Regions from separate parts of the Mus musculus genome. Here regions 1, 2, 4, 5, 6 and 7 are each linked to region 3. A link is a contact called in public Hi-C, HiChIP or PLAC-seq, Micro-C and promoter capture Hi-C data. All regions are on one chromosome and are shown on one strand. Each heading gives the region's core, a stretch centred on a gene start, on an enhancer-like site or on the middle of the called end of the contact. The rest is flanking DNA. Distances are from core to core; before and after follow the strand shown. Region 1 holds the start of Lrp12 (low density lipoprotein-related protein 12). Region 2 holds the start of AU022793 (expressed sequence AU022793). Region 3 holds the start of Rims2 (regulating synaptic membrane exocytosis 2). Region 4 has its middle 19 kb from the start of Azin1. Region 5 holds the start of Klf10 (Kruppel-like factor 10). Region 6 has its middle 16 kb from the start of Gm35248. Region 7 overlaps Lrp12 (low density lipoprotein-related protein 12).

Evidence for each region. Promoter capture Hi-C pulls out the DNA fragments that hold promoters and counts their contacts. Hi-C and Micro-C count contacts between places; a contact is called where the count stands out from the background. HiChIP or PLAC-seq counts read pairs in DNA pulled down with a chosen protein or histone mark.
Region 1: a Micro-C map of embryonic stem cells shows a contact between it and region 3, with 9 times the contacts expected there. The contact joins the promoter of Lrp12 here to the promoter of Rims2 in region 3. A contact is called at or near these places in 1 of 39 promoter capture datasets (hippocampal neurons), 2 of 484 Hi-C or Micro-C datasets (both in embryonic stem cells) and 1 of 115 datasets of contacts at active chromatin or transcription factors (microglia).
Region 2: a contact with region 3 is called in a promoter capture Hi-C map of hippocampal neurons, with 3 times the contacts expected there. The contact joins the promoter of AU022793 here to the promoter of Rims2 in region 3. A contact is called at or near these places in 1 of 39 promoter capture datasets (hippocampal neurons) and 1 of 115 datasets of contacts at active chromatin or transcription factors (bone marrow-derived macrophages).
Region 4: a contact with region 3 is called in an H3K4me3 HiChIP or PLAC-seq map of stem cell-derived neural progenitor cells, with 19 read pairs. The contact joins the enhancer-like site here to the promoter of Rims2 in region 3. A contact is called at or near these places in 2 of 39 promoter capture datasets (cranial neural crest and pre-B cells), 4 of 115 datasets of contacts at active chromatin or transcription factors (embryonic stem cells and stem cell-derived neural progenitor cells) and 1 of 9 other capture datasets (embryonic stem cells).
Region 5: a contact with region 3 is called in a Micro-C map of embryonic stem cells, with 9 times the contacts expected there. The contact joins the promoter of Klf10 here to the promoter of Rims2 in region 3. A contact is called at or near these places in 3 of 484 Hi-C or Micro-C datasets (cerebellum and embryonic stem cells) and 7 of 115 datasets of contacts at active chromatin or transcription factors (bone marrow-derived macrophages, embryonic stem cells, epiblast stem cells and 3 more).
Region 6: an H3K4me3 HiChIP or PLAC-seq map of embryonic stem cells shows a contact between it and region 3, with 3 times the contacts expected there. The contact joins the enhancer-like site here to the promoter of Rims2 in region 3. A contact is called at or near these places in 3 of 39 promoter capture datasets (the HPC-7 cell line, hippocampal neurons and second pharyngeal arch cranial neural crest), 2 of 484 Hi-C or Micro-C datasets (cerebellum and embryonic stem cells), 4 of 115 datasets of contacts at active chromatin or transcription factors (embryonic stem cells, large pre-B cells, neural tube and 1 more) and 1 of 9 other capture datasets (embryonic stem cells).
Region 7: a Hi-C map of the N1E-115 cell line shows a contact between it and region 3, with 2.4 times the contacts expected there. The contact joins the enhancer-like site here to the promoter of Rims2 in region 3. A contact is called at or near these places in 1 of 39 promoter capture datasets (hippocampal neurons), 1 of 484 Hi-C or Micro-C datasets (the N1E-115 cell line) and 1 of 115 datasets of contacts at active chromatin or transcription factors (kidney).

Annotation. Positions count from the first base shown.
Region 1 is chr15:39,942,504-39,945,514 of GRCm38.p6, forward strand. Lrp12 (low density lipoprotein-related protein 12) reads right to left here and starts at 1,491. Exons shown (of 7, transcript NM_172814.4): 1 at 1,101-1,491. The coding sequence starts at 1,179.
Region 2 is chr15:39,961,355-39,964,429 of GRCm38.p6, forward strand. It overlaps AU022793 (expressed sequence AU022793), which reads left to right and starts at 1,295. Exons shown (of 3, transcript NR_045719.1): 1 at 1,295-1,452; 2 at 2,721-2,920.
Region 3 is chr15:39,196,984-39,199,694 of GRCm38.p6, forward strand. It overlaps Rims2 (regulating synaptic membrane exocytosis 2), which reads left to right and starts at 1,303. Exons shown (of 27, transcript NM_053271.2): 1 at 1,303-1,555. The coding sequence starts at 1,380.
Region 4 is chr15:38,537,291-38,540,171 of GRCm38.p6, forward strand. No RefSeq gene overlaps it. Among named protein-coding and RNA genes, the nearest start is that of Azin1, 19 kb to the left of the region's middle. Within about 2 kb of position 1,306, at least 32 of the 459 cell types and tissues checked have an H3K27ac peak or open chromatin away from gene starts, as enhancers often do. A contact at or near this core is called in stem cell-derived neural progenitor cells, where this site is marked.
Region 5 is chr15:38,299,377-38,302,140 of GRCm38.p6, forward strand. Klf10 (Kruppel-like factor 10) reads right to left here and starts at 1,335. Exons shown (of 4, transcript NM_013692.3): 1 at 1,183-1,335. The coding sequence starts at 1,218. All of the region lies in intron 1 of Gm35248 (a long non-coding RNA gene), which reads left to right.
Region 6 is chr15:38,281,231-38,284,358 of GRCm38.p6, forward strand. No RefSeq gene overlaps it. Among named protein-coding and RNA genes, the nearest start is that of Gm35248, 16 kb to the right of the region's middle. Within about 2 kb of position 1,586, at least 79 of the 459 cell types and tissues checked have an H3K27ac peak or open chromatin away from gene starts, as enhancers often do. A contact at or near this core is called in the HPC-7 cell line and embryonic stem cells, where this site is marked.
Region 7 is chr15:39,923,930-39,926,944 of GRCm38.p6, forward strand. The region is part of intron 1 of Lrp12 (low density lipoprotein-related protein 12); the gene reads right to left. Among named protein-coding and RNA genes, the nearest start is that of Lrp12, 19 kb to the right of the region's middle. Within about 2 kb of position 1,677, at least 17 of the 459 cell types and tissues checked have an H3K27ac peak or open chromatin away from gene starts, as enhancers often do. A contact at or near this core is called in the N1E-115 cell line, where this site is marked.

The DNA.
Region 1 (3,011 bases), core at 241-2,740, 750 kb after region 3:
AGACAAATACTTTCAAAAGAGGTGCTACCATATGCTGGGGAATTATATGCTACAGAAACCACCGCCACTATACTACTGAATTAGTATTTGTGGCAAATGAAGTGGACTTTTTATAAGTAAAAATACCCGCCCCCCCCCCCGTAGCTTCTGTTTGTTTTTCTGGAGAAATCAAACCATTACTCCAAAATGGAAATGTTAATTGTGTTCTCTGCAATATCCATTCAAGGAGTTAACTCATGAGAACTAAGAATGGTGAAGTCAGAGCCCAAGCTGAGGTCTCAGTGGTGAGCAGTCCTCTTAATTTCCTTTAGTTCTAGTTCATACAAAGCACGGTCGTGACACACAATCAGACTGCAATCCGTAAAGTAGTGTCCCTAACCAGATCGCAGACCGGAATGAGGCAAGAGTCACAACAGCATCAGAGGGCACAGATGAAATGATAAGTGAACTGGGAGTCAAGGCAGACTTGTACGTCCCAATAGAGAAAGACTGAGGTGGGGCTGGAAACTATTTTCTGGCCTTCTCTCCAGTGCAGCTACTGGGGAACGAGATCCTACACGCCCGAGACCCACAGAGCCCCAGGCGCAGAGGTGGAGGGGTGGGAAGGAAGCAATCGGGGTGCTTTTGGAGGGAATGGGGACTAAGAGAGATGGGCACGACAGCAATTTCACTGAGAAGAGAACTTCCTGCCTCGGGAAGGATCTGGGACAGGACCGTCCCGGAGGCGACCTCCCCTTCGTAGTCTCACGGTCACATCTTTGTGCGCGAGGACTGTACAGCCGGCAGCGAGCGCTAGAGGAGCGAGCCGCCGGGGGCCTCGCGCCGGGCTGGGGAGTTTTCCCGCACGCCGTCGCTCCGCAGGGACCCCTGGCTCGGACCGGCCCGCCTCCATCGCTCCGAAGGATCGGCGGCGGCCAGAGGACCCCAGCATCCCCGCGGGCAGACAACCCTCCCCGCACCATCCCGCGTGGGTCTTTGTCCCGTCGGCAACCCAGGTCTCCCCGGGTCGCCCAAGCACAGCCCGTCCTGGAGGCCCGGGGGGCCCCCGGGGTCGCCCCAGCTTTGTTCGGTCAGAGGGGCGCAGGGAGGTGGACACTTACCGTACACCCCAGCGAGGAAAAGCAAGAGCCACGCCGACCCCCGCCGCTGAGACTCTTTTGTGCTCCAGCGACGGGCCATACCCACGGCAGATGGAGGGAGCGAGGAGATGGAGGAGGAGGAGCTGGGGCCAGACGCCGCCGCCGCCGAGCCCCTGGCTGCTCCCTGCGCGCTCCGCGGCGGCGGAGGGGGAGGGGCGGGGCCGCCCGCGCGCGCTCCCTCCCGCCGGCCCTGCGTCGGTCGCGCGAGCCCCTAGCGGGCCGGCCTTCCCGGGGGCAGGGACGCGCAGCGCGCGCGCCAGCCGCAGGCGACAGGGCCGGCAACTGCGGGGCTCCGGCCTCGCGCCGCACAACCAGCCGGCGCCGCCACCCGCCAGACTGAGCGCGAGCCGGCACCGGCGCTCATCCGTGCACTCGGCAATCCCCTGGCCCGCCTGTCTTGGTTCCCGCCCCGCGCTTCCCTGGACTCGGCCGAGCTCGGGCGGATTTCGCCGCGCCTGGAGCCGGAGTAGCGAGGCAGTGCCAATCGATGTGCGAGCACGCGAACGCCGGCCGCTGGGTTCCAGGGGCTCGAGGGCTGGAGTGGGGAGTAAGGAGGGGGGAGCGGGACGGCGGGGATGTGCTCTGACCGAGCTCCGCCGCAGTCCCCGGCCTTGGTGTTGTGCCCTCCCCGGAGATCCTCTAGGCTGATGAGCTACGCGTGGAGGGAAGAGGGGTGGGAACTTAGAAGTCCGTTGCTAAGACCCCCGACCTTGCCGGCTCCGCTTGAATTTGGCTCTGAAAGAGTGAATGGGTCGTAGGTCCCTGTGGATAACCTGATGTAGAATCTCAGCCAAAGGATCTGGGGATACATCCGGCCGGGCTACAGGGTCTGTGCTTCTAATCTGGCAGGGAAGACGCAGGAGACCCTTTTGACACTCGGGTGGGGTGGAGTGGACCTGGGACGTGGAAAGAGGGATATCCCTGACCCCCCCCCGCCCCCCCCCGCCCTAAGCCTCTTCTCAGCTCCTAACAAGTATGACACTTCTTTCCCTTAAGTACCCATAGAGCTTCTGTCTGTAGTGACACACTGGCACTTCCACCTTTTTAAAGTGTCGTCTGCACTGTTTTGCCTGCTGTCCTTGCCATTTACAGGCACTGTCCACTATTCGCTGAAGATCAGCAGTGCCCTATGCTGTACTGTTGACACAGGCTATCTTTGTTTCCCGACAATCTTGTGAGATGAATATTATCCACGTTTTAGATAAGCTAATGAGACTCAAAGAGGTTAAATTATCCCAAAGGAGTTATCAAGTAAATCTACGGACTTTGTTTCCCCCATCCCAAAGTCAAGCACTTTCACACTAGCAGGAAACTCAAGCAAAATGCTTAGTACCCATCAGTTACATTAAATTTTAGTATATGCCTGGGGAGGTACATTAGAGTTTTCCTGTATCTCTTGCTTATTTGACCCTTTAGTGACCCCCTGAAATTATATGTCAGAAGAGAAAAGTTAATGCTTAAGAAATCTTTTACAAGATGGCAATAAACAAAAGTCCTGAACCGGGATTTTTTTTTTCTATTCTTTTTTGAGAACACAGCAATTTTGTTGTTCCTGATTCTGCAATCAGCAGATATGATTCCTTGTTTTATGACACTACACTCTGATCGCTGTTTTTGTTTGTTTGTTTGTTTTGTTTTTTGTTTTTTCCCAGAGCTTTTTCTGTTCATTGAATTTGTGTCAGGCCACAAACACAATGAAAAAGTAGACTGTACTGCATTCGTCTCCCACCCCATCACTTTCAGTACCATTCAAGGAACTCTGTCCCAAGAGGAGACACATGGTGCCCCCCACCCCCAGGACCCTTTCGCCTGCACTCCTCCACAAACACTTGTTCATCTACTGAGTGGCCTCTTCGACTGTCAAATAATCAA
Region 2 (3,075 bases), core at 45-2,544, 760 kb after region 3:
TACATTTAAAAATTTATTTGTTTTCATCTTATATATTTGCCTGCATGAATATATGTGCACTATGTGTGAATTTTGTGTTTTGTAGAGGCCAGAAGTAGGTGTTGGACTCCCTGGATCCCCATAACTAGAACAGTTATGAGTGACCATGTAGATGCTAAGAGTTAAAACCAAGTCCACTGTGATAGCAGCCAGTTCTCTTAGGTGCTGAGACATCTCTTCAGCCTATACAATATATTTAATGTGTTCTGTTTGTGTACATATATGGGGGATACAGCATACCTATAATTGCATCAGTACGTTAGTGGGAAAACTGTTAAAATGTATCTATTCTGAGTACTTAGCAATTGGAGGAGAAATAATATTTAGGGAGTTGATTAAGCCGTTCATGAGATATTATACCCCAAGTCAGAGTGTAGAGAAGATGAGTGTTGGAATTCTAAGAGTTGACAATCAAGTGAAGAAAGAGAAGCCTGTTTCAGACACTGGAGATGTATAGCTAGACAATTTACTCCAGGAACTAACTCTGATAAAGATCTAAAGGTGATTGTAAGTCAAGGTCAGATTCAGATGCTAAGTGAATTTGGGAAGCAAGATATTAAGTAAGGCAAAGTCAGAAGTGCTGGGTAACAGCTTCGGTAGGATACCCGTGTGGATGTGGCTCAGACTGGAATCCTATGCAAAACACAGATCACTGTAAGGTAGCATGACTCCCGGGATTTTCTCACAGCATTGTTAGGCAGCAGGAGCACACAGATGGTTCAGGGCTCAGGTTTGTAAATGTAGTATGGGAAACAAAGTCAGCAGCACATGCAATTTTACAGAGGCCCTGCAGTGACTGGTGAGTGGAAGGTCTAGGTTATGCATCAAATCTCTAGGCAATCCTGAAAGTCTATGCTTCTGCCTGTATAGAAAGTATTATTCAATAAATATTTAATATTCCATCACAGTTACAGGTAAGATTGTCATTTAAAGGCAAAACCAGATTTTGAGGTAAAGTGGAATGTTGAGGCAGTAAATGTTTAATGTGCTGTATGACTGCTCCCAGACAAAAGGGAGTGCCTTTCGTGATGGTGTCTTTTGTCCCTTTGACAGCATAAAGGCTCCCTTTGCTTGTCCTGCAAGCTTCTGAGACTGTCAACAGCGAGCTTCACACTGCACTTGCGCAGAGAGCAGAAAGACTAGTAAGTCCCAGTTCTCAAAATCAAGGAAGCGAAAATGGAGCAAAGGAAGCCTAGAATATAGTGGGACTATTTTTAGGCACCACAAAGTGTTTGCAGTGGCATGACGGATGTCTGTGTGTGATGTAGGGAGAGAAGAGGGATGACACATCCATTTCATGGGGGCTGGGAGGTTTACTAAGTCTCCACAGAGTTTAACCTTGAAAAGTGACTGGAAATCCAGCCAACACTCTGAGAGTAAAAGAAGACTTAAAACTCCAGGCCGAGGATGCGGGTGAGTACACAAAGGAGCGTGAGAAAGGGCATGGAGAAAGAACTGCAATGTAAGGAGGAGCGCCTGGCCACTACGGGGTAGGAGGATGTTAAATTAGGAGGCAGGGGAAGTTTTGGAAGGTGGTCATCACAAGACTGACAAGAAAGAGACAGGTTGGAAAAATGATTTGAAAACAGGACTTGGTTGTGCATTGGAATTAAGAGGGTGAGTCTGGTGGATCCGAAAAATCTTGTCTCAGATGATGGGCAAAGTGCTAGCCCATCAGTGAAGATATGGGATGTTTAGGAGAAGCTCGATACAGAGATCAGATATGGCTTTAGATCCCTGCAAATGATGCAGGTTGTAGAACTGATACTTGCAGAAGAGTTGTTTGACCTAGTGACATAGTTCTGGGTGCTAATGGCTGTCAACTGAAGCTGCAGGAATGGGTAAGATCAGTTAGGAAGACATTACAAATTGAAAGAAATACAGACATGATTCCTGTCTGTCCCTAACAAATAACCAGAGAGAGGAAAAGGATCTAGCCAAAAGGTCTAGAAGAACTGGCAATATCAGCATGAGACTCAGAGAATTGTTCCAAGATGAGAGGTGACAGGATGGTCAGATGATGCAAAGGGGTCAAGATGTCCACTGAAGAAGGACCAGAGAGTTAGGTTGTAAAACCTGACATTTGGCTGTAGTGTCAAGGAAATAGAAAGAGTGGAACCCTCATGGCAATTCACTGAGGAAGTAAAGACTGTTCTGCAGAAGAACATGCTAGAAAGGAACAGAGACTGCTCGCGGAGAATTTAAAACTGTATATTATTATATTATATATTGCACATTATATATTATATTATATGTTATATTACATTATATTATATATTATACATCATGCATCATACACATATATTATATATTACATGTTACATATTACATATTGCACATTGCATATTATATATGATATATTACATATTGCACATTACATATTATATGTTGTATATTATATATATTATTATAGTGTACAGTTGTCCCTTAGTATCCACAGCAAGATTGGCTCCAGGAACACTTATTAACCTTTGCAGGCTCCAGACAGAGTGTGCATATGTGACCTGCACACCTCCTCCTATGGACTCACTCTGCCATAGGTCACTAATAACAGCCAACACAGAGCACATAATGGAGAGGAAGGAAGTATGTGTCCCCATGTATTATCTTTCTGACACTGTTGAATTGAGGATATTGAAACCACTGGAATGGAGGACCAATTGAGTTCTATTCGGAAATAGGAAGCTGAAATTGTTCAGGCGACAGAGAAGGAACCGGTGGAGAGATCCTGATGTTGACATGCAGGGAGTGTTCAACATTGCCTTTGCAGCAGGGTGCTGGAAGAGAGAGAAAGAAACAGACTGTGGTGGAGAGGTTGGCCTGGGGTAAGAAGGATTCTCCCGCCTTTGAGTCACTAAGGGGATCACAGACCTCCGGACATGTAAGCCTTCTTGAATGCATTCTGGCCCACGGTTTCCTTCCTGTTATACTACAATGTGCTGAACATTGGAATGTTTTCTTCAGGGCTTTCTTCTTCCTCTGATATTTAATCAAACATCGGGTGCTTGTTTATTAGTTATGTTTTCATGTTTTCTC
Region 3 (2,711 bases), core at 53-2,552:
GACTGAGCCTGTCTCCAGGCTTTCTAAAATCAGGCTAACGCTCCAATAACGACTCTTCTCTAGATTAGAGTGACCGGCAGAAAGGGGCTGAACGGCCCGATTCCTCCGGGGACGTGATCTGACCCTTTCCCTCTTACACCTTCCAATCGCCTCGGGCAAACCGCCCCAGCATCCTGTCTTCTGTACCTCTCCGTGCAGCGGGTACCGACAACCCAGTTTTCCAGAACTTCCGCACTCCCGCCCAGGTCCTTTCCACTCCCTCAGGCTCTTCCCCGCTGCGAGTCCCGGGCCGCTGACACCGCAGGGACACCCACCTGCTCCGATCTTCCCTCGTCCAGGGTCCAGTACCCCGCCCGGGACAGCTCGGGGGGCGCCCGGTCCCTCAGGCTCGGCGCCAGCCACCTGAGATCCTCCCGCCCCCACCGCCCACAGCCCCGCACCCCGGGGCGCCCGCTCCCTCGCCGCCCTGCTCCTCACAGCTCCCCGCCCCGCCCCAGCCGTTAGCAGGGTCCGGGGCGAGCGTCGGCCGAGTCCGGGCCTGGGCGGTTCGCAGGGGACACGGGCCCGGCGGGAAGAGTCGGCGAGGCAGAGGCGGCGCGGGCGAGTGCACCTAGCGGGCCCGCCGCGCCGACTCCGCGGACACTGGGGGCGGCGGCGGCGGGACCCCGGGCGGGCGCGTGATGAGGCGCGGCGGGCGGCCGGCCCCGCGGCGCGCGCGAGCTCACTTGGGTCCGGGCGTTGGCAGCCGCGGGCCGCGGGCCGGAAGATCGGCCGTCTGGGGCCGGGGTGGGGGCTGGGGTCCCCTGCCGCAGCCCGCGCCTCGTGGTTCCCGGAGGGGTCCTCCCTCGCGGAGCCCCGGAGCCCGGTGACGCGCCAGCCGGCGGGACGGCCGCTCTCGCCGCCTCCGGGCGCTCGGGGCGAGTTCCCGGGACTCCCCAGGGGTCGGGCTCGCGGGCAGCGCTTCCCGCTCCGCTCCGCCGCCGCGCCGGACACTCGCGCCCCGGCCCGCGGCCGCCTCCCTCCAGTCACCCCACCCTCAGCCGTCCCCGCCACCTTACTCCACCGCCCTCCCCCGCCGCTCCGCGCACTCGGCGTCGGGGCCTCCAGCTCCTCGCTCCCGCGAACCGCTCACTTGGCAGCCCTTCGCCCCCGGGAAGAAGAAACATTTCCCCGAGCGCACTCCTCAGCCCTCCCCCCTCGGCCCTCCCCTCCCCCTGCCTTCTTTCCTGGGGGAGGGGGGCTGTCGCCTCGGATTGAAGGCCATTGATTTGTATGCATTTGTCCCAGCCCCGGAGGCTGCCCCAGCCGCCCGCGCCCGAGCCGCGGCTGCCAGCGGAGTTGCCTCCCTGCTTCCCTAGGGTGGTTCGGCTCCGCCAAACATGTCGGCTCCGCTCGGGCCCCGGGGCCGCCCGGCTCCCACCCCGGCGGCCTCTCAACCTCCTCCGCAGCCCGAGATGCCGGACCTCAGCCACCTCACGGAAGAGGAGAGGAAAATCATCCTGGCTGTCATGGATCGTCAGAAGAAAGAAGAGGAGAAGGAGCAGTCCGTGCTCAAGTAAGGACCCGGCTCCATCTTCCCGCCTCCCTCCCTGCCCTCCGCCCCCCTCGGCCGCTTCCCCGCGACCGCCCGCGCGCCGGGGATCGCCGCCTTTCCTCCCCGCCGGTGGCGCGGGGGCCACGAGGGCTGCGGCCCGCGGCCGCCAGGGTCGCTTTCTAGTTGTCAGCCGCGGGGGTGTGTGTCGCGGAGGGAGGGCGCCGAGGCCGGCTGAGGTGACGGTGGCGAGCTCGGGGAGGCGGCGGTTTCCCCGGCGCCCTCCGGCTTTCCCCGCGGGCCACTTCGGCTCCCGGGATGAGGCTGAACCCTGGCTCCTCGCGTCCCATTTCCTTTCCCGCCGCCCCCGCGCGGAGGCAGTGACTGGGGCAAGGAATCCAATATGGCCGTGCACAGGTGCTCCCGGGCCGGACCCGGGTGAAGCGCCCAGGCCCGGGGTGCCGGTGCCACCGGGGTCGCTCGTCCCGCGCCTGCGAGGGCCGGCTCCGTCCCCAGCCCCGGGAGGAGCTGCGCTGCCCACGGTCGCAGCGGACAGGAAGGCTGCGGGGCGGGCGAGGGGGCCTAAGCGCGGTCTCGTCTCGTCTCGGGTGGGTGTGCGGCCGCCGCCATCTTCCAGCCCCTCCCCCTCGGCGGGTGCTAACACCCTGCACTCTGCTGCTGTTCTTCCTGTTTGCAACTAGTAAATCTGTAGGATCCCGAGGAGACTCCACTTCCTACCATCGTGGCAGTTTGGGTTGCTCCCTGCTTGTGAAGTTCTACTATGTTTGCTCACAGTCCAGCCAGCGGGGTTTTGGCGAGGGTGGGAGGCGTGAAAGTAGCACCCAAGCATCGGTTTAGAGGCGGTGTAACTTCAGCACCAGGGAACTGTCCAGAATGAGTTTTCCTTTACTTTGGGATTCCTTGTCAGTGTAGCACTGTAGCTGAGATTGTTTCTACAGGTTTGCTTTTAAATGTTTTATGATTTTTTATATCTCGGTTGCTTCTGGAAAGTCATTGTCTGGATCTGTAAAGATCTGTAACCCTTTAATGTTTGTCCAAGTCGTTACTCACTATAAAAATTAACCTGTATATGCCTAAAGAGAGGGAGGGCAGTTCTCTTGCATGTCACCGAATACACTTTCCCATAATCGCTATAGAAACACACAACTAAAAGCGTTGA
Region 4 (2,881 bases), core at 56-2,555, 660 kb before region 3:
AGAAAGATTTTAAAACCTTGAGGACTCAAACTCAAGGATAAACTCAGACCTCTTAAATACTCATCATAACAGGACAAAAAGCACAATGTCTTCCTTCTTGGTTCCATGGTGCTTCAAATGAAAGAGGAAGAAACACGAAGCCAGGGGGCCTCTTGTCTCAAAACCCTCCCCAAAGGATGTGTATCGCTGTCGATTACAATCTAGAGGTAACATGTGCTGGAAATTTTGAACCATCCATTTGTGAGGCTAAGCCTTTATTCTTCCTCCCTGCCTGAATTCTCTGTATCTTGTACAGAGCTTGTTAAACTTGGTGCATAATTTGATTTTTGGTCTTAGTGAAGAAACTAAAAGCAGAGTGGAGAGGAAATGGTAACTTTCTGACCTCCTGTATTCACTCGAGTGTGCGTGCCTGTTTTCTTAGTGTCTCTTGGTTATGTTTCTCGTTTTGATTTCATAAGTAAAATGTTCCATCTGTGTATTTGTTTTCCAGACCGAGTCCCTAGAATTTTAAGTAAAAGTGTCTCCCAAGTTTTGTTTTGTTTTACTTTAACACACACACACACACACACACATACACACACACACACACACACACACACTCTAGACTCAATAGTAAAAGGAAAGAAGCTACTCCCAAAAGTTGTCCTCTGATCTAGAGCATGTGTACACATATGTGCATGCATGCACATACATGTACACATGTAGTAGTAGTAATGAATAACAAATAAAAATTTTAAATTGGTATCTTTTGCAGGGCATAATAGCATATGCCTATAATTACAGCACTCATAAGGCTGAAAAGAAGGCAGATTGCCGTATGTTCAAGGTCTGACTGGGCTACATGTGAATTTTAGATCAGTAGGGTTACATAGCAAGACCCTGTCTCAAAACAAAAATCAAAACAAAACAAAACAAAACAAAATAATTTTTTTGTCTATACATAGGAATTGTGGTTCTTTGTGTTTCTTGACTAAACAGTCACGTGATTTTACATTCTGAGCCTACTTTCCTATGCTTGGGGGAGGATTACTGCTTAATTCGGAGTGTGGACCTTGGAGTTTGTGGCTCTAGCATCAATCTGGGAAATCTCTTTGCAAACCAGGATGATTGCACCAAACAGTGGGGCAGGAGCAAGCCTCACTGGTGACTGGAATCCAGCAATCTCACTGAGTGGATGGAGGTGGTAAGCCAAACCCAAGTCATGCCTTGCTGATACAAGGCTGGGCTGAAGAAAGGGCTCATTGACTTGTTTAAGGAAAAGAGCGGTGCCCAAAAGGCCAGGCTGAGAGAGAGGCTGCCTCCAGCACACCCTGGCAGGACTCCAGGTCCGAGAGCTCCATCAAAGCCTCTCAGAACGGCCTCTCAGAGCAGTGTTTTGTGTTACAAAACCTGGGCATCCGTAGAGACATGACAGTTTGGGACCTACAGTTTGTATCTGTCCATTTGTTCTTCATGACTCACAGATGTATCAGAGGGTGTGTGAGCTACAGCCCACTCTGCATGTGAGAGAAACCCCAGACCGGTGTGAGCAGCGGGGTAGATATTCACATCACCCTGGGCTTCCTAGAATCTTACTTCCGACACATCCAGGGAGGAGCCAGAGACATTAGTAGCTAGGACTGTAGTCTAACCCTGAATCAGCTGAGCGAATGAGATCATAGGATGAAATTGATGATGTACCTGAAATTCTCCTCAGCACTTTGAGTCTCATCATAGTCTTCACATAAACTCTAGGTCCTAATGCCACCTCTAATGTGTAAAGAGGGAAACTGAGTCACTGGATCTCTAGCCTGCTCAGTGTCTAGTACTGGTAGGATTAGCGTTTGACCTGGCTGTACAACTCTAGAATGTCAATACTGGGGCTGGGGAAGTAGGTGCAGGGGAATCAAAAACTAAGGATCGTCAGTGGCTATAATGAGCTCTAGGCCAGCCTAGAATACATAAGACCTTATTTGAAAAAAAACAAAACAAAAAACAAACAACAACAACAACAACAAAAGGCAAAGGAAATGTCAGCCCTGGGCAGCTGTCTTACGGCATGTCCTGCTTGGGCTGACATTCTGTGCCATGGCTTATAAAATGGGGATGTGTGCAGCACCTCCTCCGTGGGGTGCTGTGATATTCCAGGCATAGTCCGTCTATAGTGAGAGCACACTGCCTGCATACTAAACACTGTTAGCAGTTAGTACACCGGAGGAATCAGTCAAGACTTCTCTGCAGCCTGGATGCTCTCTCTTGCTCCCCTTTTCTGATTGAACCCCAAAGGCCTTCTTGGTGTGTGTGCAGGACGATGAAAGAGAAGACCGACTGGAATGTCTTGAGTGGAGAGGGCAAGCAGGACATAAGTGGGAATTTTCTCCTCAGCAAACCAGCAGTCCAGGAATCTTTCAAGGACTGGCATTTTAAGACTGATCTCTTGAAAGGAGTTTATTGAGAGAAGTCTCTCCATGCAATATCAGCTGAGGGAACTCTCCTTTCTCTTGTGGCTGGTACTCACAGTCAGGAAAACAACAGACACACAAACAAAAGATGAAGTCAAGCCATTTTATGGTCGGGAAAAAACATCTAGAAGGAAAGGAAAGGTTTTCCTTTGTTTGTTTATTTGTTTATTTTATTTATTTCTTTTTGAGACAGGGTCTGTGTAGCCCTGGCTGTCCTAGAACTCACTATGTAGACCAGGCTGTCCTGGAATTCACTGAGCTTCTCCTGTCTCTGCCTTTCCATTGCTGAGATCAATTCCTTCCTTCCTTCCTCCCTCCCTCTCTTCCTTCCTTCCTTCCTTCCTTCCTTCCTTCCTTCCTTCCTTCCTTCCTTCCTCCCTCCCTCCCTCCCTCCCTCCCTCCCTCCCTCCCTCCCTCCCTTCCTTCCTTCCTTCCTTCCT
Region 5 (2,764 bases), core at 85-2,584, 900 kb before region 3:
GCGGCGCGAGGGCTGGGCGGTGTCGGCTCCCGAGTCGCCCGCCCCTTCCACCTCCTCCGAGCCGCGGTTCCCTTAGGAACCGACAGCAGGGCCGGGCCTCGTTCCCGCCCCTGGCGGAGGCCGGGGCTGGGTCACTCGGGGACGAGAAGCTCCCCGGGTGCACCCGTTCGCCGCCCATCCCTGGCCTCCGCCTCGGCTGCGGGAGGTGGGGCCGGGTCCCCGCGGAAGCCCGACCGCCGCCCTCCTCCTGCTCGCCGCCTCCGGGGAGCGGCCGGAGCCTGGGGCACTCCGCCCACTCGGCCCGCGGGACCTCAGCCTACCCGCATCTGCAGCATTCGTCCGACTGCTGTTTCCGGCAGCCTGAGCCCCCGCAAGCAGTCTCTGCAGGCTCCCAGACGTGCGGCGCCCACAGCACGGGCTCCAGGCGCGCGGCCCCACGGTTCCCGCCTCGACACGCGGCCCCCGCGTCTCGCGGTCCCGACTCCCCCGCCAAGCTGTCGGGCTCCAAGGCAGGACCCTGCCCCCTGCCAAGAGTAATCTATAGGCAGCCACCTGCCTCCGCCTCGGATGGGGAGTCCCCTCCCGACGTCTGCGGGGGCGCCGCGGCTCCCCTGGCGGCCGCAGAGTCCGCGTGCCTTCCATACCCCGCGCGAAGCCGGCCATCCCCTCCCCCAGCCCCGGGCTAGCCCAGCCCCGCGGTCTCCACCTGGCAGGGTTTCCCCCTCCCCCGAAGAGCAGGCGCCCTCCTCTCGGCTAGGCAGACCGTGAGTAGTCCTTGTCACCCCGGGTCGCATTCCTGGTGCAGACAGGGGCATCTCCCGCCAGAGCCAGGTGCAGGGCGCCCCCTCCATCTAAACCGCGCTTCCAGGGAGACAGCCCCTCCAGCTCACTCGTCTCCTGGGGTCTCCCTGAGAGTCCTCCTTGTCTCCTGGATACCCAGGATCGCTCTCCCCTGGTCCAGGTCCCAGGCTTCTTCCGACCCTTTTTTTTTTTTTTTTTTTTTTTTTTTTTTTTTGCACATGCCCTCGATGATATTCCAGCCTGCAGGGAGGAAATCCCTTGCAAGACCCCGCTGCAGCCTGGGTTCTCAGGCGTGGCTTATTTAGGGGCTCATGCTTCGCGCTCCGGCTGGCTCCCCTACACTGACCGGCAGGAAAGGACCAGCATCCTCAGGTAACTTACCGAAGCTTGCTGGAGAGAAGCGCCGAAGTTGAGCATGGTTGGCTGCCTGGCCGCAGGTCGCGAGCTGCCTGGCTGCTGGCTGCTTAGTTAGCCACAGACGGGAGCACTGAGACACTAGACGTCGACGCCACCGCGCTCCGCGCTGTCTGCCCCCCTCCCCGTGCAGGTAGCCGCTCTGCCTGCCCCGCGCCGCGGGCGGGGTAGAGGGCGGGGCCTAGTGTCGACCAATCAGCGGCAAAGGTGTGTGAGGCCTCAGCCAATGAGCTGGCAGAGCCACGCGTGATCAGCGGCTGCCCGGCTGCAAGAGGCTCTGTCAGTGGAGCGTGTACACAACCCGAGGCACCGTGTTCCCTCGGTCCAGCCCCGGGGAACTCCGGGGACCACCTGACTCCGTGACGCCCCTCGCCCAACCCTAGCCTTCAGTCCTCCGCCCATGCCCGGGGGCGGCGCCGGCGGCGGGGCATAGCTGGGAGGCGCGGTGGCGGCGACTAGGCTTTGCGGAGAGCCGGCCCCACGTGGGGGGTGGGAAGGGAAGCCCGCTCCGCCCAGTCCCCTTCGCGCCCACAGCGTCTGGGCCCGCCAGGGAGTGGGCGGGACCCCGAGCAGGAGGCGGAGGCGGAGGCTGCGAGCGCGGCTCCGAGCCACCAGACGTTCTTTGGCAGCGTGGTTCTCGTGGGTCTTGCGTGGAAGCAAGGGATGGATGAACCACTGAGCGGCATTTCTGAGCATTTGCCGGGTTTTGTCACTCTAAGCCGGAGGACTGGGGAGAACCAGGGCGAGATGGTGGCGGCGGGAGCCCTGTCACGGAACAGACACCTGCTCGCACTCACCGCCCACGCCCAAGGCGGCAGGCGCTGGCTCGTCCTCCCATCTGCAGCACAGGCACTAGCAGCAGGGCCCGCCTCTGCGCGTCCCTCCCGTCCTTCTGGGCGGTTGGAGTGGGGACTAAGGGAAGCCGGTACCAAAGAGCTAGTGGCGTGGCAGGGAGCCCCAGACCCGACGCTCGGTGGCAGAATCGAGTTTGAGTTTGATGTAGTTGAAGTTTAAAATACAATGTTCGAGCTATTTCCAAGGTGGACTCCACTTCCCCCACCCGCGGGACCACAGTCTTCGCCGACGCCCTACCAAGAAACCGCTTGAGGGGATGGGGTGAGGAAAGCATGCTTGCAGGTGGGATTCCTGACCCGGTCAAACATCGAGTTCCTGTCCCTGCCCCCTCCACCGCTCCAGGGATTGAGGGCAAGCTGAGCTTCTTAGGGAAGCCAGCTTGTGGGTGCAGCAGCCCGGCTGAGGCTGTAGCCTCCTAGTCTGAGAGCTCTTGGCTCCTCGTTGGCGCCCTATTGCCCCGCCCCCTCGCCCGTTTGTGCGGGTTCACGGCAGCTGTTGGAGCCGGAGGGAGTGATAACGGGGCTTAAAGCAAACTAGAGATTTTTATCTTCTCCCTGGGACAGGCAGATCATGAGACAAAAGTCACTGCCCTCCTGTGGGCTTTTTCAGCCTGCTGGGCTAAAAGGGCTAAAGCAGGTGCCCTTTCTCAGTCACCACAGACTAGGTAAAGGAGGGAATTTGTTTTAGAGGCCTC
Region 6 (3,128 bases), core at 336-2,835, 920 kb before region 3:
ACGGGCAAGATTATGGGAGGACAGTGGAGAGGAAGGAGCGATTTCCAGACAGAGGTAACATGAGTTTCTACACACCGGAAGGGCAGCATGATGGGGAGGGAGGTGGTAAGAGAGTACGTACTGGGTGGGCACATGGCTCAGCACGCAAAGGCACTTGGCACCTAACTGTGCAAACCTAACAACATGCACACACACACACACACACGCACACACACACCACATGCACACACACATACACGCACACACACACACCACACGCGCACACACCACACACGTGCACACACACACCACACGCACACACACACACACGCACACACACATACATACACACACACACACACACACACCACAGTGGTGATGATGTTGATGGTTTTACTTACTATATACTTCGATTTATTTTTATTTTGTGTGTATGAATGTTTTGTCTGCATGTCTGTTGGAAGAAGGTCTTATCTCCTGGGACTGGAATCCCGGATGCCCAAGAGCCCCACAGGATCAGTAGTATGTGTTCTTAACCCGCTGAGCCATTTCTCTAGCCCCATTAAATATAATATTTTAAGAGATAACATAAGCTAACATTAATTTATGTGTGTTTGTTTGTTTATGTTTTTTGAGACAAGTACTCACATAGTAGCTTAGAATCTGCTATAGCTTGGGTCAGCATCGGACTTGAGACTGCTTGCTGTTCTCCGTGCCCCGCCCAGTGTGAACACAGGTGAGTACAGCCACACCTTCTCTTGTAGTTAACGTTTATTGAGCACCTGGCTCTGCAATACAACTCAAATGCACATTGAGCCATCCTTTAAACAAAGTTGTCTGAGTAAATATTAGTGTAGTGTCCACTTCATCTTTGAGAAAAAACAACATGGCGTTTCCTCCAGGCAGTCAAACAGTTTGTTCAGGATGAGCTAAGAGGAAACCCAGGCTGGATTCAGAAGCGGGGTAGTAGTTTGCTTTCAACCTTCAAAGCAGTGGAGAATGAACCAGGAATGAAACGTTCTTCCCCTGGGAGTTCAGGGCTGAGCCCTGACCCAAAACCCTGCCTGCAGACTCTAATCCCAGATGTAGCCCCTGGGCAGGTTAAGCACTAAAGCAGCAAAACCAGACTAGTGGAGTAGCTGGGGGCCAAGGTCAAGTTTCCACCCGGTTTTCTTCCTCAGTGGCTGTTGACCCGGTAGTTACAGCTGCAACGACCACCCAGGGTGTCTGCACACTGGCCCAGCCCTGCAGGGCAGTCTGGGTGCCGCCACTGCTGGCTGTCTTTAAAGAGCATTTGTTACACAGTTGCTGAAAAAGGCCTGCAGACAAAGTGGAACAATGCCCCACAAAATGGAAACTCAGAAAAAAAGAAAAGAAAAGAAAACCAAAAACCATCAACACCTCTTCACTCCAGCATGGAGGAAGCCCCAGCTTTTGGCCAGGGGCTTAGGACTTGAGTCACTCCCGAGTGTGGAGCCTTTGTCTTCCAGGGAATTCTGCCATTTGTCCTTAAAGGCAAAAATCGGAGCCAGGAGAGTTAGACACATACCGAGGCCAGAAGGAGCAGTTGAGGGTAGGACGGAGTAGCTGAGGATCTGCTGCTGTCTGCATCCTCCCCCACACTTCCTGTGGTTCTCACCTCCTGTGGTCCTCACTTGTGTTAGGAGCCCCTGCCCCCTCTGCTTCACCCTCATTCTCCACACTACCCCTGCAAAGCCACACCCGAATAAGTAGTGCAATTAGGGCTTGAAACCCAGAGTCCAAAGCTTGTGCTTGTAACCACGATAAACCTTTCTTAAAATGTAGAGGATAGCTCAGTCGGTAGAGCGCCTGCTTTGCAAGCATAAGAACGTGAGGCCGCCAAGATGGCTCAGTTTATAAAGGTGCTTGCCACCAAGCCTGAAGACCTGAGTCTGATCCCTGGAGACCACATAGTGGGAGGAGAGAGCTGACTTCCACAAGTTGTTCTCTGACCTCCACCCAAGCACCAAGGCATGCATGACCTCATAAATAGATAAGGGAGAGAGAGAGAGAGAGAGAGAGAGAGAGAGAGAGAGAGAGAGAAATTTATTTTTTTAAAAAGCCAAATGTGATGGCATGTGCTTATAATCTCAGGGCTAGGGAGACGGAGACAGCTAAGTTCCGGAGGCTTGCTGGCCAGCCAGTCTAGCCTAATTGTTGAGGCCAGGGCTGTAAAGAGATCCTTGTCTCAAAAAAATAAATAAACAAACAAAAGAACTAACACATGCTCAAGGTTGACCTCTGGCTTTCGCATGTGCGCACACACACACATGCAAGCTATACTTGCATAATGCTCTCCTAAAACACACATTTAAGCACCTGCACACACATCAATGTGCACATACACACTCACACAAAATATATGGGGATGCGGTCACGATTTTACCTGCTCAGCAGCCTGGGCATCTCAACACATGGTTCAGGCTAGCTTTTAACTATGTAACTATGTAACCCACAGACTTAACACCAAAGCATTAGGCCTCCGGCTTCTTAGGGCCGGGCCAGGCTTTTCTTTATGAGAGCCCCTGGGTACCACATCGCAGGAGCTGTGCACACTTGTCCTTTCTTGCTGTCTTTAAGGCCTGTCACTCATCTGCTCATGAGAAACTTCAGGTGAGCAGCGTTGTTAGGGGTTTCAGAATGAAGACATCCATTCCAGAAGTTCCTGTGACTTAGATCAGTCACATCCATGCCACTGCGACAGCTAAGGCGGTGGTTTACAACCAGAATGTCCCACTCTGGCAGTTGGGGGCCCCGGGGAATCACATCTGTTCACAACCCATTGACTCTCCTGGAGTCATGACCCTGTCCAGCCACAGGGGGGCAGTGCAATGCTGCTTTGAGTCAGAAAAGCAGCCTCAAATGCTCCTGGAAGTCAACCTTCACCACAATCAGAACCAAGAGTGGCCTGTGAGGCAGTGCAGCAAAGGTCACAGCCAGGCTGCACCTCCAGCCCCCAAAGCAGACCAGAACCCCACTGCATTTTCCTGTTGAACTAAATTTAAGTTTTAGAAAAGGATACACAGTTCCTTGGAAAAGTCAGGTTGAAGGCCAGCAATACAGCTCAGAGGACAGAATCGCTTGCTTCATGATGAGCCTGAAAGCCTGAGTTCAATTTACTGTACCCA
Region 7 (3,015 bases), core at 427-2,926, 730 kb after region 3:
AGTCCCAGGATTCCTCAAGGTGGCATAAGAGCATCAACCCCTGAGTGTCACTTTCTGATTGCAACTTGAGTGCTGTGGCACTGAGTCTGCCTGTACTGCCGTATATGTGTATGAGCCTCCCCCCCCCCCACACACACACAATAAAATCCTACAGAGATACCCACGGGGACTTGTCCTTTGTGTAACTTTTAAAAATGATTCAGGTAAACATACCTACCTGTTATGCATGTGTGCTTCCTTGAGTGAAAGAGAAAATAACTTATGAGTACATACAGGTGTGTGTGTGTGTGTGTGCGCGCGCGCACATGCTCCTTTGTCAGTTTGTCTGTCTGTCTTTACCTCCCTTGAGTCTGAATTACACATGTGTACTGCTACACCTGACTTTTTGTTACATGGATTTTTGGGATCCAATTCAGGTCCAAGATAGATACTTTTCCAACTGAGCTACCATCTCAGCCCCACAAATATCTTCACTGATTTCAATTTACTTAACTATCATGGAAGTATCTGAAATAGGTATTGTGTCCAGTATATACAAACAAAGAAGTTAAATGTTAAGGATAATAATAACTTACTTGTTCATGGTAACACAACTAGAAATCATAATATCCAAGCTGAGGTGTATCTTACTACAAAAATCCTGCACTTAATTCTCTCATGATACCTCCCAAGATATGTGACTCACTGCAGCTACAAACGTCATCATTTGCCTAACACTGTCCTTTCACAAGCACCTCAGGAACAACTGAGACCCCATCTGAGGAACAGGAGGCTCAGGGCAGCGATTAAACTGACAACGCGCATCTCCTTACTGAATAGGATCAGGTATGAAACCAGGATGACGTGGACTCATGCTGGACTGCTGCTCTGCAACTGACAGCTGGATTCAGTGAAGCGAGACAACTACTTTGCTTACACTGACGTGGACTCCAAGGGATGAAGGAATTTTCAAAAAAAAAAAAAAGCAAGCTACCTCAAAGCCTGTCACACTTAGGGAAAAGTGTAGGCCTTGGTGGCCTAAGAGTTTGGCATTTGATTACTGATTCTGTGACCTTCTCCACTGGCTTTTAGGAGTTATACTAAATGTGAATGCTAATTATCAGTCCACCATGTGTCTCAAAGTACAGCTCTATTTATCCATAATGCTATTAAGAAATATCCTAAAGAGTTCTCAATATCATCTAATATAACCAGACCATAATCTGACTTGCCTGATTATCGCATATGTATCTTTTCAGTGTGTTCATACAAAGCCTTCCGCTACTTCGAAATAGTCTCAGTGTTACATTTGGTAACTGTTTTAGTAATTCTGAAATTGGACTGATCATGTTGCATCATAAATGGAATTTTGTATGGGTATAGCAATAAAACCTTACACAAAACTTTAAAAAAATATATCTAATTAAAAAAAAAAGAAAAAAAAAAGGAAATTCACAAAGAGGAAAAAAATTCAGATTACCTGCCACTTTGAATAGATGCTTTAGAGACCATTGCTTAGCCATAGACTAACTTGTTAAAAAAGGAGACTACCTGCTTCATGTCCACATTCTGTGGCATCATTTCCTTTTTAGCTCATTTAATTTTGTCCACCTAGTTCAAGGATCAGCAACCACTTTCTGTAAAAAGAGATCTTCAAACAGTTTAGGCTTTGCTGGTCAAAGTCTGCTGCAAGCTCTGTCCTACAGCACAAAAGCAACAGAGTATACGCACACAAACCGGTGGCTGTGTTTCAATAAAAACTTTCCCTTTAAGGCATTTGCTTACCCGGATACATTGTTTCATAAAGAGAAACACATAAATGTTTAATTCTTTTCTCACAGGTGCTTATTTTCAGAGGCTACAGTGTGCCAGCCATTTGTCTTCACTGGTATCAACTCGTGTGTTTGTTACAACAGTGTGTGCCCTATTGTAAGTGAACAGGAGGAACAGTTTTTTATACATCCGTGTATTGCAATCACCTGTCTTCATTAATGGTTTGATGCTTATGTTTTTTCACCGTCAGCTAACGGACCTATTAGATCAGCAGATGCCTTTTGACATGAACTGCTAGTCTCTGGTAGTTTCCCTGCTTTATGAGGCAGAATAACGCAGTCATCTGTTGTGTTTTCTGCACCACAGTGGAACTAATCATCCACCCCATGACCCCTGAGTCCTTTCTGTGACAAATGGCATTTAGTGACCATAATTATGGCTCTGGCTGTGCTCGCTGCTTTGGTGTTATTATTGTAATAGTTCACTGGGAAGGCATTAAAAGACACATAATCTTAACATCTATGAGCAAAGGCTTACTGTACTCAAATTCTTCTAGAAAAAAATCTTGGCTGCAAATGCATAAAAAATTTCCCCGCAGCTTACTTATGGAGTTAAAATATGATCCATTTTGAGTTTGGGAAAAAGATTAAATAAATTATATATAAAGCATTCAAAGTAATAATTAGTAAAAGAGAATTACTCAATACAAATTGGGCATTATTTTTATTGAGAACTTTAAAAGTGTTCCAGCTTTTGATGTAGTAACTGTACTTTTATGACTCATAGAAATACAAAAAAGCAAAGAAAAATTAACAAAAGCTTATCAATTATAGAATTAGTTATGAATGTGAGCAAAATATAAATAACCTAATGATCAACATCAAGAAAGTTTATGAAGATATGTCCAAGTTATGTCAAATAATACCCAAAACACATGAGTCAAAGATTAGCATTTGTTAGCAAAGCATGAATGGACATTTCATTGAGCCCTAACCAGTCTTGTTTTATCCTTATTAATGATTCTGAACAATTGATAGAATAGGTTTTTTTGTTGTTGTTGTTGTTTTGCTTTTTTTTTTACTTATTTGCTAAATTGGTTGGTGCTGTTTTAAAATGCTTCTGAAGTTAATCTTTCTAACTTTATTAACTATCCAATTACGGTTCCTATATGCTGTCATTTGTATATCTACTAAAGAAAAAAGAAAATTAGCATTTGATGTAGACAGTATATGTGTAAGTCATTTAATAGCCTTGCAACAAACC